Regions from separate parts of the Triticum aestivum genome. Here region 2 is linked to region 1. The links are chromatin contacts, called in public Hi-C maps. All regions are on one chromosome and are shown on one strand. The core of a region is the stretch at or near the end of the contact, and the rest is flanking DNA. Distances in the headings are between cores, read along the strand shown.

The links. Hi-C and Micro-C count contacts between places; a contact is called where the count stands out from the background.
Region 2: a contact with region 1 is called in a Hi-C map of leaf, with 4 times the contacts expected there. The contact joins the promoter of LOC123070592 here to the promoter of LOC123070590 in region 1. A contact is called at or near these places in 3 of 5 Hi-C or Micro-C datasets (leaf and an unstated tissue) and 1 of 1 datasets of contacts at active chromatin or transcription factors (leaf).

What each region holds. Positions count from the first base shown.
Region 1 is chr3B:501,929,695-501,936,736 of IWGSC CS RefSeq v2.1, forward strand. LOC123070590 (protein MALE DISCOVERER 1) reads right to left here and starts at 4,221. Exons shown (of 13, transcript XM_044493854.1): 1 at 3,990-4,221; 2 at 2,820-3,080; 3 at 2,575-2,707. The coding sequence starts at 2,910.
Region 2 is chr3B:502,258,568-502,265,609 of IWGSC CS RefSeq v2.1, forward strand. LOC123070592 (pentatricopeptide repeat-containing protein At1g30610, chloroplastic) reads right to left here and starts at 3,323. Exons shown (of 9, transcript XM_044493855.1): 1 at 1,708-3,323; 2 at 805-996; 3 at 443-524; 4 at 152-343; 5 at 1-50. The coding sequence starts at 3,014.

The DNA.
Region 1 (7,042 bases), core at 2,971-5,470:
CACCGCAGGAATTAGAAGGTAATCTTGAATGCAAAACAGAATCATCTTGAATAACAAAAGATTCTATTAAAACATATGGAGTCACCATAAACTTTTCGACCTAAAATATAAAAACAAGTAGCGATGATGAGGTAAATGCTTGATGATTAACTGAGTAGAAAACAAACATTTTCCTTCATATGGTAAACTTCTAGATGAGGTGGCTGGCGTATGGAAGTCAACTTGGCACCAGAGCAACATATCCTGAGGGGTTCTGGACTATCATGTTTCGCTTACAAGATCTAGATGAGGTGGCACCAGAGCAACATATCCTAGAATTACTCCAAGCCAAGCACGCTTAACTTTGGAGTTCTTTCCGAATGGGCTCCCGGAAAAGAAGGAATTCCTTGTTGATATGAGTAGTCTCTCATTCCTATTAAGCCAGGCTCTCACATGCATAAACCGCCTTCATAAAATTTTCTAGTGTTCCTACTTGTTTGGGGGTTGCAATTTCTTTTCTTTTTGTTCAGCTTGGTGGTATCATCGGATAGACCTTGATTCTCTTTGTAATGAAGAGGTGTGCAAAACTTTGGAACATTCTCTGAATAATAGGAGGTAAAATCTTGAAGACGGGTCACACGCGAAAATCTATGATATAAACATAAGCTATACTGTGCCAACCAGTGATCTTATATAGGCTGAGTACAACATTCTGTTGATGATGATTCACTTGAACAAACTTGCCAAAAAAAATCTAATCAAGCTAGCTAATAAAAGGTAGCCCCCATTTTGGACCTTCAATGTTATTGTATAAGAGCATCTCCAATAGATGGTCCAAATTTTGACGGTCCAAGACCGGAGATGTAAAATTTGGACCGCCAAAAAGTGTGTTTGGGAGCTCCGAAACAAGGCCAACTCCAACAGATGGTCCAAATTCATGGTCCAAAAGAGCAACTCCAATAGATGGTCCAAATTCATGGTCCAAAACCGGCCAGCAGCCGCGGGGAATTCCGTCGAACACCTTGTGCGCGCGGTGGAAGAAGATGGCCGCCGGTTGGATTGGCTGCTGCTGATGGCTGCGGTCGGCTCCGGACGGCGGCGGTGATAAGAAATGAGCTTGGAGGCCGGCCAAGAGGAGCTCGGCGGGCGGCGAAGAATAGTTCGGCAGCCGGGCGGGGGGCTTGGTGCGGCGGTCGTGCGGCGGGCGCAACGGCCGTGGACAGGCTCACGGCTGACGGGAAGGAGGTCGGCGGCAGCCTAAGACCCGGCGGAGGCCTACCGCGGCAGCCGGACCGCCGGAGGCGCCCAATCCCGCGCCGGCTGCCTCCCGATTCGGCGACGGCCGGGCGGCTGCGAGCCGGCTACCGGCGAGGGAGGCGACGGGGGCGACGGCGGCGGAGGGCGTTGGCGCCGACGGCGAGGTTTTGGGCGGTCGCGGCGGCGGATTCCGGCCGGCTGGTCTTCGGGCGGGCGGACGGGCGCGGGCGGGAAAGGAAATGAAGTGGCGGTTGGGCGTTCGCGGGCGGCGGCTGGTTTTGGACCAGATGCACCTCGTGATGTAAATTTGCACCGCGAGGTGTTGTATTTTACATCACGAGGAGGCCGCGGTCCAATTTTTTTTGCATATGGACCGTCTGTTGGAGCAGCATTTTTTGCCCCAGGCGGTCCAAAAGTTAGGTACTTTTACATTTGGACCATCTATTGGAGATGCTCTAAGCCAACAGTCTCACTTTATAGGTCAAGAATCCCACATCACAAAATTGAGAATACCAGCAGCAGAAGAAACAAATCATAACAACTTAGCTGTAGCGACTTGTTCGTGTTGGTGGAATGAACAAGTAGTTCTAATAACCAGATTTCTGATTGTGTTAAAGCTTCATATAAGCTTGTGAAAAGGCTTCCAGCTACCAAAGAAAACATTTTCTGGGAATTTGCGAACAATGCATCCATGGTAAATTCAAGATAGGCGAGAAAAAAAAAATCCTTAAGAGTTGCTCCTTATTCAGCCCAAAGAAGTAGTAGTATATTTTAGGAGTACTAATTTTTCAAGAGTATATATTCAGTATAGTATTTACCAAAGAAACCAGAGTTGGTCATTTATGTACATAATATTTCATTTTCCTTATTCAGCCCAAAAAAGGGTACCACTCCTGAAAATGAAATATTTTAGGAGTACTAATTTTTCTAACTGCTATGTAGAAAAAAAATACGAATGCACTCCTAAAATCCTTCATAATATCTAGTCCGTTAATGGTTGAGCCTCTTTGCTTCTACCTTCTCTGAATTGCTACACAAAGCGGAGACATGCTTGTGTTGACAGTAACTCAATAGACTCAACTGATGCATTTAGTACTCAAGAAAGTCAAACCACGATAACTGTGAAGGAGAAAACTAGGAATAAAAGGGGCAGTTGCCGATGCAGCATCCATTCAACAATAAATCAACACTAAAACAACTCTTGAAGAGAGAAGGATACAGTCAAATGGAAGACCCGTTAAACAGAAGATGAACTGCATTTCCATTTTCCAAATAGACTCATGAGCCACTAGTAAACATTGAGGAGGAAGAAAACAAAGAGGAAATCATCCAACTCACAGCATCACAACCCTGTCATCGGCGCAGCGGACGCCGTTCCAACCGCAAGGGTCGGCGTCCCGCGCGCTCCAGCCTGCCATGGCGCCATGCGGATCCTCCTCCACCCTAGACTGGAACTTGAGCAGCGCTGAGCCTGCAGCACGAGCACCAAAACCCCAATCGATCAGCCACACCAGAACCCCAAGAGCTCAACCCCCAAAAGCACCAAAAAAGAAAACAACACCGGCGAGCTGTCTGCCCCCTACCTTCAAGGTTGATCGCGGAGCAGCCACAGCAGACGCACTGAAGCGCCAGCGCGACAACCGCGCAGTAGAGCAGCGCGTCCATCTCCCACATTTCCACTGGCGCGCGGCGGCTCACATGATCCTCTTGGCGAGCCTCTTGAGCAGCCTGGAGTGCATGGTCAGGCGCGAGGGACGCCCATGGCGTGGCGCGGCGCCTACTTAACCCTTATTGGCACGGCAGCAGAGCAAAGCCTGACGACACGCTCCCGCTCCTGCGGCCGCCTGCAAGAAAGACAGAGACAAAAAGAGCTCAGAAACGTGTGTGTGTGAGTGTGTGTGTGTGTGGGGGGGGGGGGGGGGGGGGGGGGGGGGGGGGAGCAGAGGAAACTTGCGTCGCTCAAAAAGCAAAGGAGCAGCTTTGGCTTTTTGCCTGGTGATTCGCCTCTGCCAATTTCGCTTACGCCGCACGCGATTCGATCCGAGGAGATGGAGAAGAGAAGCTTACACGCCGCGGCGTTGGGGAACGGAGGGGAGGAGGAAGACGGAGGAGGGGAGAGGGAAACAGCGGTCGTCCGTTCTTGGAGGAACAAGTAGTAGTAGTCGGAGAAAATCAAGAAGGACAACACAGCTAGAGAAGAAAAATACACTAGTAGTAGTATATAATATTCAGAGCAGCAGACAAGGGAAGATAGTAAATTTTTAATGGCGCTCCAATCTCCCAATGTCTAAGATTGCGTTTTCTTGGAGGAAAAATGGGGCGGAAGAATTCCACGGCCATCTGTCAGACGATTCCGCGCTGGGATACCGGGTCGGGATTAAAGAATCGGACAGGACGGTCGCTGTCGAGGGCCATGACAAAGGGCTCCGCAGCCCACGCGAGCCTCGTCGTCGCCGGCGACGGGTTCGACGCCTAGCCTTTTTAAAATTGCAGAAATCCTTTCGTGCTCATCATCACAGATGTCAATAAACTATGCTCCCATCCCATTTAACATTTTTATAAACCAATTGCAATCAGGCATCCTCAGCGACGCCAAATGCGATTGCAGCAAAAATCGCCTCCTTCTTTTCTCTTGCTGCTAAGGGTACTTGACATTAAACCAAGCAGGTCGAGAATCTCGAAGGTTGATACAGCGAAATGCTTTTAAATGGAGTAAAATTCAGAGGTAGTCAGCGGAAGCCTCCTGGCCTTACCCGTTTTTTTCTGGATTTTCGAAACGAACAGGAGGATGGTCGGCGTTCGCCGGTCGGAGGCTTCCCTCCCCTCCCGGGGAGATCCTCCAAGGGGGGGACGGTGACGGTGACGGTGGCCGGCGGCGGGCGCGAAAGAGAGAGGGGGTGGACGGAGGAGGAGACGTGCGGTGGGCCCGCGGCGGGACAGGTGGGACGCGCAAAGGAAGGAGGGCGAATTTTTTAAGTTGGAATGATTTTTGCCGATTTTATTGATGCCCGGCTCGGGCCTAGCTGTCCGCCAGTATCCTTGTTATCTTTCTTTCTTTCTTTTCTATTTCTTTGCTTCCCAGATTATTATTCACGTCCTGTCTGTTTGTTGGCTCCCACGTTGTGTGTCGTTGCCTCTTGTCGTGCGCGCCAGTCTCCAGCCTGCCTGCCTGCCTCCAACCCACTGCTATTTCGATATCTGGTGAGGGGAATGAAGGTACAGAGTATCCGGGCAGTTGTATCTTAATCTTTTTTATTAATTTTACGGGAAAAACTTTCAGTCTATTCATGTGACAGCATAGAGAACACTAGGACAAGCTGATTATGTTTCTGTTTATTGCAAGGCTCAGACATAGCCGCCGCCTCCTCTTAAAGAAAAAAACTTAGGATAATGATGGAGCCTACGTGCATAGGCTTGTGCGGTTTGTTTCTGATGGGCACACTGCTGTGGCGGTTAATGACAGATTAGTAACTTCTTCACCAACGATAGAGGCCTGCGGCGAGGGGATCACATTTCTCCCGCTTCTCTTTAACTTCGTTGCAGATAGGGATGAAAATGGAGTGAAAACTTTCCGTTTTTCCGGTTGAAATATGAAAACGAAGAGGAAATATGAAAACAAAAATTGAAATTTGCAAAATGGAAATGGAAACATAATATTTTATTGGAAATGAAAACAAAAACGGAACGGTGTTTTATGATGGAACAGGTGTGGAGACGGAACTTTCCGTTTCCGTGAATATGAAATTTTTGTTTTTTACTATAGCCATGTGGCTGCTTTGTAGCCCAACCACCAAACAATACACAATGACACAATGATTAGAATGGATCATTCAAGGCTCAACTTCTACCAACACAGACGTACTCAACTAGATTCTATACGCAATTGCCAGTACTACAATACTATGCTAAGTTCCTAACATAATCATATTATTTTATAGCCATGTCAGCAATTCATTAAATTTGTTTGTTTTGGTGTGTACTTATTTATGATTCAAGGGATTTTTAATTTTCGGTCAATGCCCACTTCTGTTTTCGTGTCCGTTTTGTATTCGCTCCATGTTCGTTTCCGCTAGTATCTGTTTCCGTATTCATTTCCGGGGTTTTTGTATTCGTTTCCTCTTTTGCAAAGAAATATGAAAACAAATGTGGTAGCACCCATTTCCGTCTGTTTTCATCCCTAGTTGCAGATGTGTTTCTTGTATTCTCTTGAGGGCCTCCGTGGCAGGCCATATTTCCCCTGTAATTTCGCACCTCATCCCGGAAGGGGTATCACACCTTCAGTATGCAGATGACACTATCATCATGGTCGAGCTCGGTGATCTTTGTCTGGCTCTGAAATTTCTTTTGCTCTGTTTTAAATCGTTCTCAGGTCTGAAAATCAATTTCTCTAAGAGTGAAGCTCTGGCCATTGGGGTGACCGAGCACGAGGCGTTAAGAGTTTCCCAACGGCTTAATTGTCAGCGTGGGTCGTTCCCTTTTAAGTATCTTGGTCTTCCTATTGCTCCTTTCAAACTACACGCTAAAGATTGTTCACCCCTTGTCGCCAAGGTTGGCAATCGGGTCATGCCCTGGCGTGGTAGGTACAACACCAGCGCGGGCAAGGTATGCCTCACCAATGCATGCCTTCCCTTCCCATGTTCACAATGGGTTTCTATCGTCTCAACGATGGGACCCATGCGGGTTTCGACAAACATAGGAGTGCCTTTTACTGGAATGCTGCTGATAACCGCCGAAAATACTGTCTGGTTAAATGGCAGCACATCTGTCGCCCCAAATCCTACAACGGTCTAGGTATTCTGAACACTTCAATCATGAACAAGTGCCTGATCATCAAGTGGTGGTGGAAGATTCGCACTACGGGCCCCGGCTCTCTGTGGTTTGCCCTGTTGAAAACAAGTACTTCCCCAATGGTAGTCCCCTCTTTGCCTTGGTCGCGGGTGGCTCATTGTCCTGGCGTGATCTGGTTAAAGTGCGAGATGATTTCAGAGCTCACATCAAGTTTTTGGTGGGGAATGGGTCCTTTGTTCGGTTCTGGCTTGATTGGTGGTGTGGGGATTTCCCCTTAGCTGTTGCCTTCCCTACCTTATTTTCGTATTGTTCATCTCCGGAGATCTCAATCTCTGAGCTCTCCCACACAGTTTGGGACCTAGGTTTTAGGAGAACCCTTTCTCCCGAAGAGTTGGGTGACTAGAAGCTTCTTGCTACCAATTTCCCTGTTTTCTCGGAGGAGAATGATTCTGTCATCTGGCCTCATACTACCTCTGGTAGATTCTCTGTCAAGTCACTCTATGGTCGTCTTATTTATAGTACGCCTACTAATAAGTTCAAGGATGTATGCAAAGCTTGGGTACCTCCCAAGACTAAATTTATTCTATGGCAGGCTATCAGAGGGCGCCTGTCGGCGACTGATCAGATCAGGAAAAGGAATGGCCCCGGGTCCGACCGTTGTGCCCTATGTAACTCTTTGGAAAACTCTGGCCATATTTTTTTCGGTTGTGCTCTTGCTAAACTAGCTTGGTCCTTTATTCGTGAGTGGATGGGAGTTCCCTGGGCTCCGTCCTCGTTCGCTGAACTAAGGCCTTTGATCTCTAGTCTGCTGGGGCAGAAGAAACGACTCTTCTGGGTTGGGTTCCCAGCGCTCTGTTGGGCACTTTGGACCACCAAAAACAAATTTACTGAGCATATTTTTTCGAACAGACTGGCTGATTGCTGGTTTAAAACGTTGATCTTTCTACAGTAGTGGAAATTATTGACTAAGGAGGATGAGCGAGTCGCTTTGGAGGAGCTGATTTCAAGAGTTCGCGGT
Region 2 (7,042 bases), core at 2,073-4,572, 330 kb after region 1:
ACCCAGAATGTCCCTTCCCACTGCTTTTGTTGAACGCAAGCATTCAAAACCTACAGATGAGCAGAAGCAGTTATGTTCAACTGATAAACTTCACCATGCTAATGCTGTGCTGATTCCATGCAAATATCATGTTTGCTACAAATGAACTAACCGCATTGTATACAATGAGGTCTGGTTCCAACCGAGGATCCCAATTCTGAACGGGGCCCACCATAAACTTCTTCTTAGGAGGGGAACGCATGCAATCAATCACATCAAATAGTTCTTTCACAAGACCAGCTTGCCCAAGAGTAACAGCGATACAATGATAAGCTGCGATGTCAGGATAAGAAGATAATTGGTCCTGCAAATGAAATATAGGAACAGCATCTAAATAAGATGACCATAAGATGAAGATAAGTATTTTTGCATAAAATAAGATGAAGATAAGTACAAGTTATACCAGCATGGTGTAAAATACATTCAATGCCTCGAAAGGTCTCTTTGCCTTCCCAAGAACATCAAGGACTGTTGTATAAATATACCTACATCAGAAGGTGCTTATAAAGATCATATGCACTTTATATACTAAGCAGTGTACCCGTTTAATGAGATCATGTGGAGGTACCAAGAAAAATTAATCCAAGAAACTACTTTAAGCATGCGCACATAGATCAACCAACTTATTCATATGGTTAACAACTTGGTAGCACTATAATTGTGCTACATATATCAAAGCAGTTAAAATGCATGATACAAAAACAAAAAATGCAGATTTAAGATCGATAAGAAACATAGAAACATATAAGTGGGCAGCTATTCTACCTGCTCTTGTAGGACTTGAATCTTTCACGTGATTGAAGCCATTCAACAACTTGCAGAACACGTTTCCAGTTTCCATATCGACCCAATATCTGAACAACCCTTAGGATAGAGTGATCAGTGAATTTGATCTGTGCATCATGAATCATCTTGGAGAATTTCCACTCTGGAGTATTTACATCTGTAGCATTGAGCCTTCAAAATATAGAATTGTACGATATTAACTAAAAATATATGATAATGGTGACTCATCGTGATTAATCATAATCAGTTGCGGAAAGCACGAAATACAAAAATATTTTTGTAGTCAGCTCAGCTTACAAGTTCCATTGCTGGGTTACCGTCAGTAATGTACTTTTTAAATAATTATCTGCATAAATGTATACAAGAATTCTCCAAAACAAACTGTAAATAATAATTTGCATCTAGGCATCACAATGTAAATAATAGCTTGGTAGTAATTTTTATTGTTGGAACGATCTGATAATGATTAAGGAATACATATTCCCGCTTTATAAACTGTGCATATAACCACTAAGCGTCAGAAGAATATATTTGAGCGAGACCTTTCTAGAAGTTCAGTATTATCACTTAGAATTATTTATCATGTAGTAATTTATAAGGATCAGCGGGAATGTAAGCTAAGTAGGTTAGACCTTTAGAGTTATCGTATATTTGATGTGAATGATGATGATAAATTGTGCCTCTAGTGAAGATACAAAGCAGTTTAAATACAATTTGAATAAAAAATTATAATATTAATGAGTACATGTAAACTACCATCATGGACCATATTTTTCCAAATTAAAAGAGGCTATTGCACCTGTCAAACAAAAATAAGAGGATGCTATGTTCAACTTATATGGCAGAAAGCATTAGAATACAAGCAATTATATGAAGACTTACCGACTAGCTAATTTCTGAATCCTCTCTTCTATTTCCATTTGAAGAGCCCGTGGCCTGTTCCTGACATCAGTGAATGCCTCAAAAGTCTTGAAAGCAGCCCTATCATCAACGACAGCATTTGAATCTCTTCTAACAAACTTCCCCTGTTGAACATTTTCTCCTCTGTGCATTCGAATTGTTTCAGGTTTTCCATGCTCCAAACTATCAATCCGATGACCATAATTCTCAGAAAATGTTTGTGTATGGCCGTATCCTTTGCTTACAGTAGGTATGCTATAGTCCACATTATTATCTCTAAAACTACCTACAAGATTTCTTCCTGAATTCTCTGTTCTTTGCTGGTATCTTTGAAATTTACTGTCAGCATTGACCTCACTACTGGAAACTTTTCCCTCCCTAGGATATTTGAAGTCATGTTCGTGTATATTACTTCTTGCATTGGTAGGCCTGGTGTTCCTCAATATAACGCTGCTATCCCGAGTCACAGAAGTACGACTTACAACAGAAGTTGCCCGTCCTTGTAAATCCTTCCGTGCATTTGACTGGGCATGCCTGTTCCCTGCTGATTCATGAACAACCACACCACCTTTATTATCTCTAGTCTTCACATATGATGCTGATGAAAACTGCTTGCGGTTGTCACTGTCAGTACTGTCCCCAATTCGGCTTCGTTCGCCTCGAATTATTCTTCTCTGTACATATTCTTCAACTTTCCTCTGACCATCACTGCTATTTTTAACATCACCCACTATTCTTTTCCCCACCAATCCAGCAAATTCTGCTGCGCTGTCATTCATCGCTGACCTCTCACCCCTACCTTGGTCACCCCCTCTGTCCCTTTGAGCCCCTCTATTCCTCTCAAATGATTTCTTCCTTGGATCAACTGACTCCCTATCATCTCGCCTACCAGCCGATGTATCGCCATCGCCCGCGAACCTCCTCCTGGAACCCCGGCCATCCGAATCGCCTCCCTGCAAACTCTTGCTCCTGTCCAACTTCACCGACTCCATCATCTTCACATAGTCGGTGAATGTGGGGCTAAAAGTGAGCTCCTTCTCGATGTGCCGCAACTCCGACGAGCCGGCACCGGCCTCGCCGCTAGCCAAGGCACCCGCCGCCCGGAACCCGGCATCAAGAAACCTGCCTCGTCTGACCAAACCCCAGCTCAACGGCGACGCGGAGACGTCCCTCCTCGGGACCAAAAAGCCGTGACCGGCGCTCGACTTAGGCGGCAGGGAGGGGAGCAAAACCCCGCACCCGCCCAGATTGAGCAGCCCCATGCTCGCGTTTGGCGGCACCCCCGCCATCGCCCCTGGTCGGCCGGTGGGTTCGCAGCCCCTACCGCATTCTTGTGGTAGCAGCCTCCACCGAGAAACTCGCTACTTCGGCAGGTGGCGGAACTGAATGAAATATTTTAAAAAAGACGAAAAATCGGCCGGCCCTAGCTGGGGAACGCAGGGCGCCGCTGGAAGAGCACGGCAAGAATCCTTTGACGGAGGCAGATGGATTCAGAGGAGTCAGAGCGCGAGTACCTTCCTGTCCTGCGTTATCTCCTCTTCGGGAGGCGGGGGAGAGAGGGAGCTGGGAAGGAAGGGGTGCGCGTGCTTCGACTGCGGAGAGAGAACGGCGATGATGATATTTTACCCGACGGGCCCAAAAATGGCGTTGCCCGATTGTGATCACTCAAGGCCCATGGCCTGCTATTCCTTCTTGCACATCATTGTCTCTTCGATTCTTTCTAAAATGTTGTCTTTCAGATTCGCTCAAAAAAAAATTCAGATCTACACAAACAAATTGAAAATTTGCAAAAGTATGCCCCTGTCGTTGCCGTCTCCGACGGCATCTCCAACACCGACCACCTGCAACCGCCCGGACCGCGTGGTCCTGCATCCGTCCACAGGCCGGCCCTGGCGTCCTTTTTTCTGCAAACCGAAAGCAAATCGTGGGGCTTTGCAGGAGTCCGAACCGCTGCTACGCAAGCGTCCAACAAACCTGGCCCACACAAAACCACTCTCCCTCCCGCGCTTTCCCACTAGAGCACCAGCTCCGCATTCATGTAGGCCAGAGCAGATGCGGCCGCTCACTAGAGCCAGCATTGGAGCGGTGCGCCGGCCAAGAGTGTCGCCCGCTACGCATGCCTTATCGTTGCATTGAAACGGCATATGTCAGCATGCCTACCGCCATTAAATCAACACGTGTGTCGAGGAACCTACTCCGGTGCCCCGAGCGCCACACGTCCGTCCCTGTGCTGCCCGGCATTAAACACCTCTCCTACTGGCGCCTTGAAGGAAATATGCCCTAAAGGCAATAATAAAGTTATTATTTATTTCCTTATATTATGATAAATGTTTATTATTCATGCTAGAATTGTATTAATTGGAAACATAATACATGTGTGAATACATAAACAAACAGAGTGTCACTAGTATGCCTCTACTTGACTAGCTCATTAATCAAAGATGGTTATGTTTCCTAGCCATGGACAAAGAGTTGTCATTTGATTAACGGGATCACATCATTAGGAGAATGATGTGATTGACTTGACCCATTCCGTTAGCTTAGCACTTGATTATTTAGTATGTTGTTATTGCTTTCTTCATGACTTATACTGTTCCTATGACTATGAGATTATGCAACTCCCGTTTACCGGAGGAACACTTTGTGTGCTACCAAACGTCACAACGTAACTGGGTGATTATAAAGGTGCTCTACAGGTGTCTCCGAAGGTACATGTTGGGTTGGCGTATTTCGAGATTAGGATTTGTCACTCCGATTGTCGGAGAGGTATCTCTGGGCCCTCTCGGTAATACACATCACTTAAGCCTTGCAAGCATTGCAACTAATGAGTTAGTTGCGGGATGATGTATTACGAAACGAGTAAAGAGACTTGCCGGTAACGAGATTGAACTAGGTATTGAGATACCGACGATCGAATCTCGGGCAAATAACATACCGATGACAAAGGGAACAACGTATGTTGTTATGCGGTCTGACCGATAAAGATCTTCGTAGAATATGTGGGAGCCAATATGAGCATCCAGGTTCCACTATTGGTTATTGACCAGAGACGTGTCTCGGTCATGTCTACATAGTTCTCGAACCCGTAGGGTCCGCACGCTTAACGTCACGATGACAGTTATATTATGAGTTTATATGTTTTGACGTACCGAAGGTTGTTCGGAGTCCCGGATGTGATCACAGACATGACGAGGAGTCTCGAAATGGTCGAGACATGAAGATTGATATATTTGAAGCCTATGTTTGGATATCGGAAGTGTTCCGGGTGAAATCGGGATTTTACTGGAGTACCGGGAGGTTACCGGAACCCCCCGAGAGGCTAATGGGCCTTAGTGGGCCTTTACGGAGAAGAGGAGAGGCGGCCAGGGCTGGGTCGCGCACCCCTCCCCCCTAGTCCGAATAGGACAAGGAGAGGGGGGTGGCGCCCCCCTTCCTTCCTCTCTCCCTCCTCTTTCCCCCTCCCAAGTCCTAATCCAACTAGGAAAGGGGGCAAGTCCTACTCCCGGTGGGAGTAGGACTCCTCCCGACGCGCCTCTCCCCTTGGCCGGACGCCCCCCCCCCTTGCTCCTTTATATACGGGGGCAGGGGGCACCCTAGACACAACAATTGATCATTGATCTCTTAGCCGTGTGCGGTGCCCCCCCTCCACCATAGTCCACCTCGATAATACTGTAGCGGTGCTTAGGCGAAGCCCTGCGTCGGTAGAACATCAACATCGTTACCACGCCGTCATGCTGACGAAACTCTCCCTCAACACTCGGCGGGATCGGAGTTCGAGGGACGTCATCGAGCTGAACGTGTGCTGAACTCGGAGGTGTCGTACGTTCGGTACTTGATCGGTCAGATCGTGAAGACGTACGACTACATCAACCGCGTTGTGCTAACGCTTCCGCTTACGGTCTACGAGGGTACGTAGACAACACTCTCCCCTCTCGTTGCTATGCATCACCATGATCTTGCGTGTGCGTAGGAATTTTTTGAAATTACTACGTTCCCCAACAGTGGTATCCGAGCCTGGTTTTATGCATAGATGTCATATGCACGAGTAGAACACAAGTGAGTTGTGGGCGATATAAGCCATACTGCTTACCAGCATGTCATACTTTGGTTCAACGGTATTCTGAGATGAAGCGGCCCGGACCGACATTACGCTTACGCTTACGCGAGACTGGTTTCACCGCCACGAGCACTAGTTGCTTAAAGGTGACCGGCGGGTGTCTGTCTCTCTCACTTTAGTTGAACCGAGTGTGGCTTGTTGGAAATATGCCCTAGAGGCAATAATAAAAGTATTATTATATTTCATTGTTCATGATAATTGTCTTGTATTCATGCTATAACTGTATTATCCGGAAATCGTAATACACGTGTGAATACTTAGACCACACTATGTCCCTGGTAAGCCTCTAGTTGACCAGCTCGTTGTGATCAACAGATAGTCATGGTTTCCTGACTATGGACATTGGATGTCATTGATAACGGGATCACATCATTAGGAGAATGATGTGATGGACAAGACCCAATCCTAAGCATAGCATAAAAGATCGTGTAGTTCGTTTTGCTAGAGCTTTGCAAGTGTCAAGTATCTCTTCCTTCGACCATGAGATCGTGTAACTCCCGGATACCGTAAGAATGCCTTGGGTGTACCAAACGTCACAACGTAACTGGGTGACTATAAAGGTACATTACAGGTATCTCCGAAAGTAGCTGTTGGGTTGACACGGATCGAGACTGGGATTTGTCACTCCGTATGACGGAGAGGTATCTCTGGGCCCACTCGGTAATGCATCATCATAATGAGCTCAATGTGACCAAGGTGTTGGACACGGGATCATGCATTACGGTACGAGTAAAGTGACTTGCCGGTAACGAGACTGAACAAGGTATTGGGATACCGACGATCGAGTCTCGGGCAAGTAACGTACCGATTGACAAAGGGAATTGCATACAGGGTTTTGATCGAATCCTCGACATAGTGGTTCATCCGATGACAACATCGAGGAGCATGTGGGAGCCATCATGGGTATCCAGATCCCGCTGATGGTTATTGACTAAGAGAGTCTCGGTCATGTCTACATGTCTCCCGAACCCGTAGGGTCTACACACTTAAGGTTCAGTCACGCTAGGGTTGTAGGGATATGTATATGCAGTAACCCGAATGTTGTTCGGAGTCCCGGATGAGATCCCGGACGTCACGAGGAGTTCCGGAATGGTCCGGAGGTAAAGATTTATATATGGGAAGTCCTGTTTCGGGCATCGGGACAAGTTTCGGGGTTATCGGTATTGTACCGGGACCACCGGAGGGGTCCCGGGGGCCCAC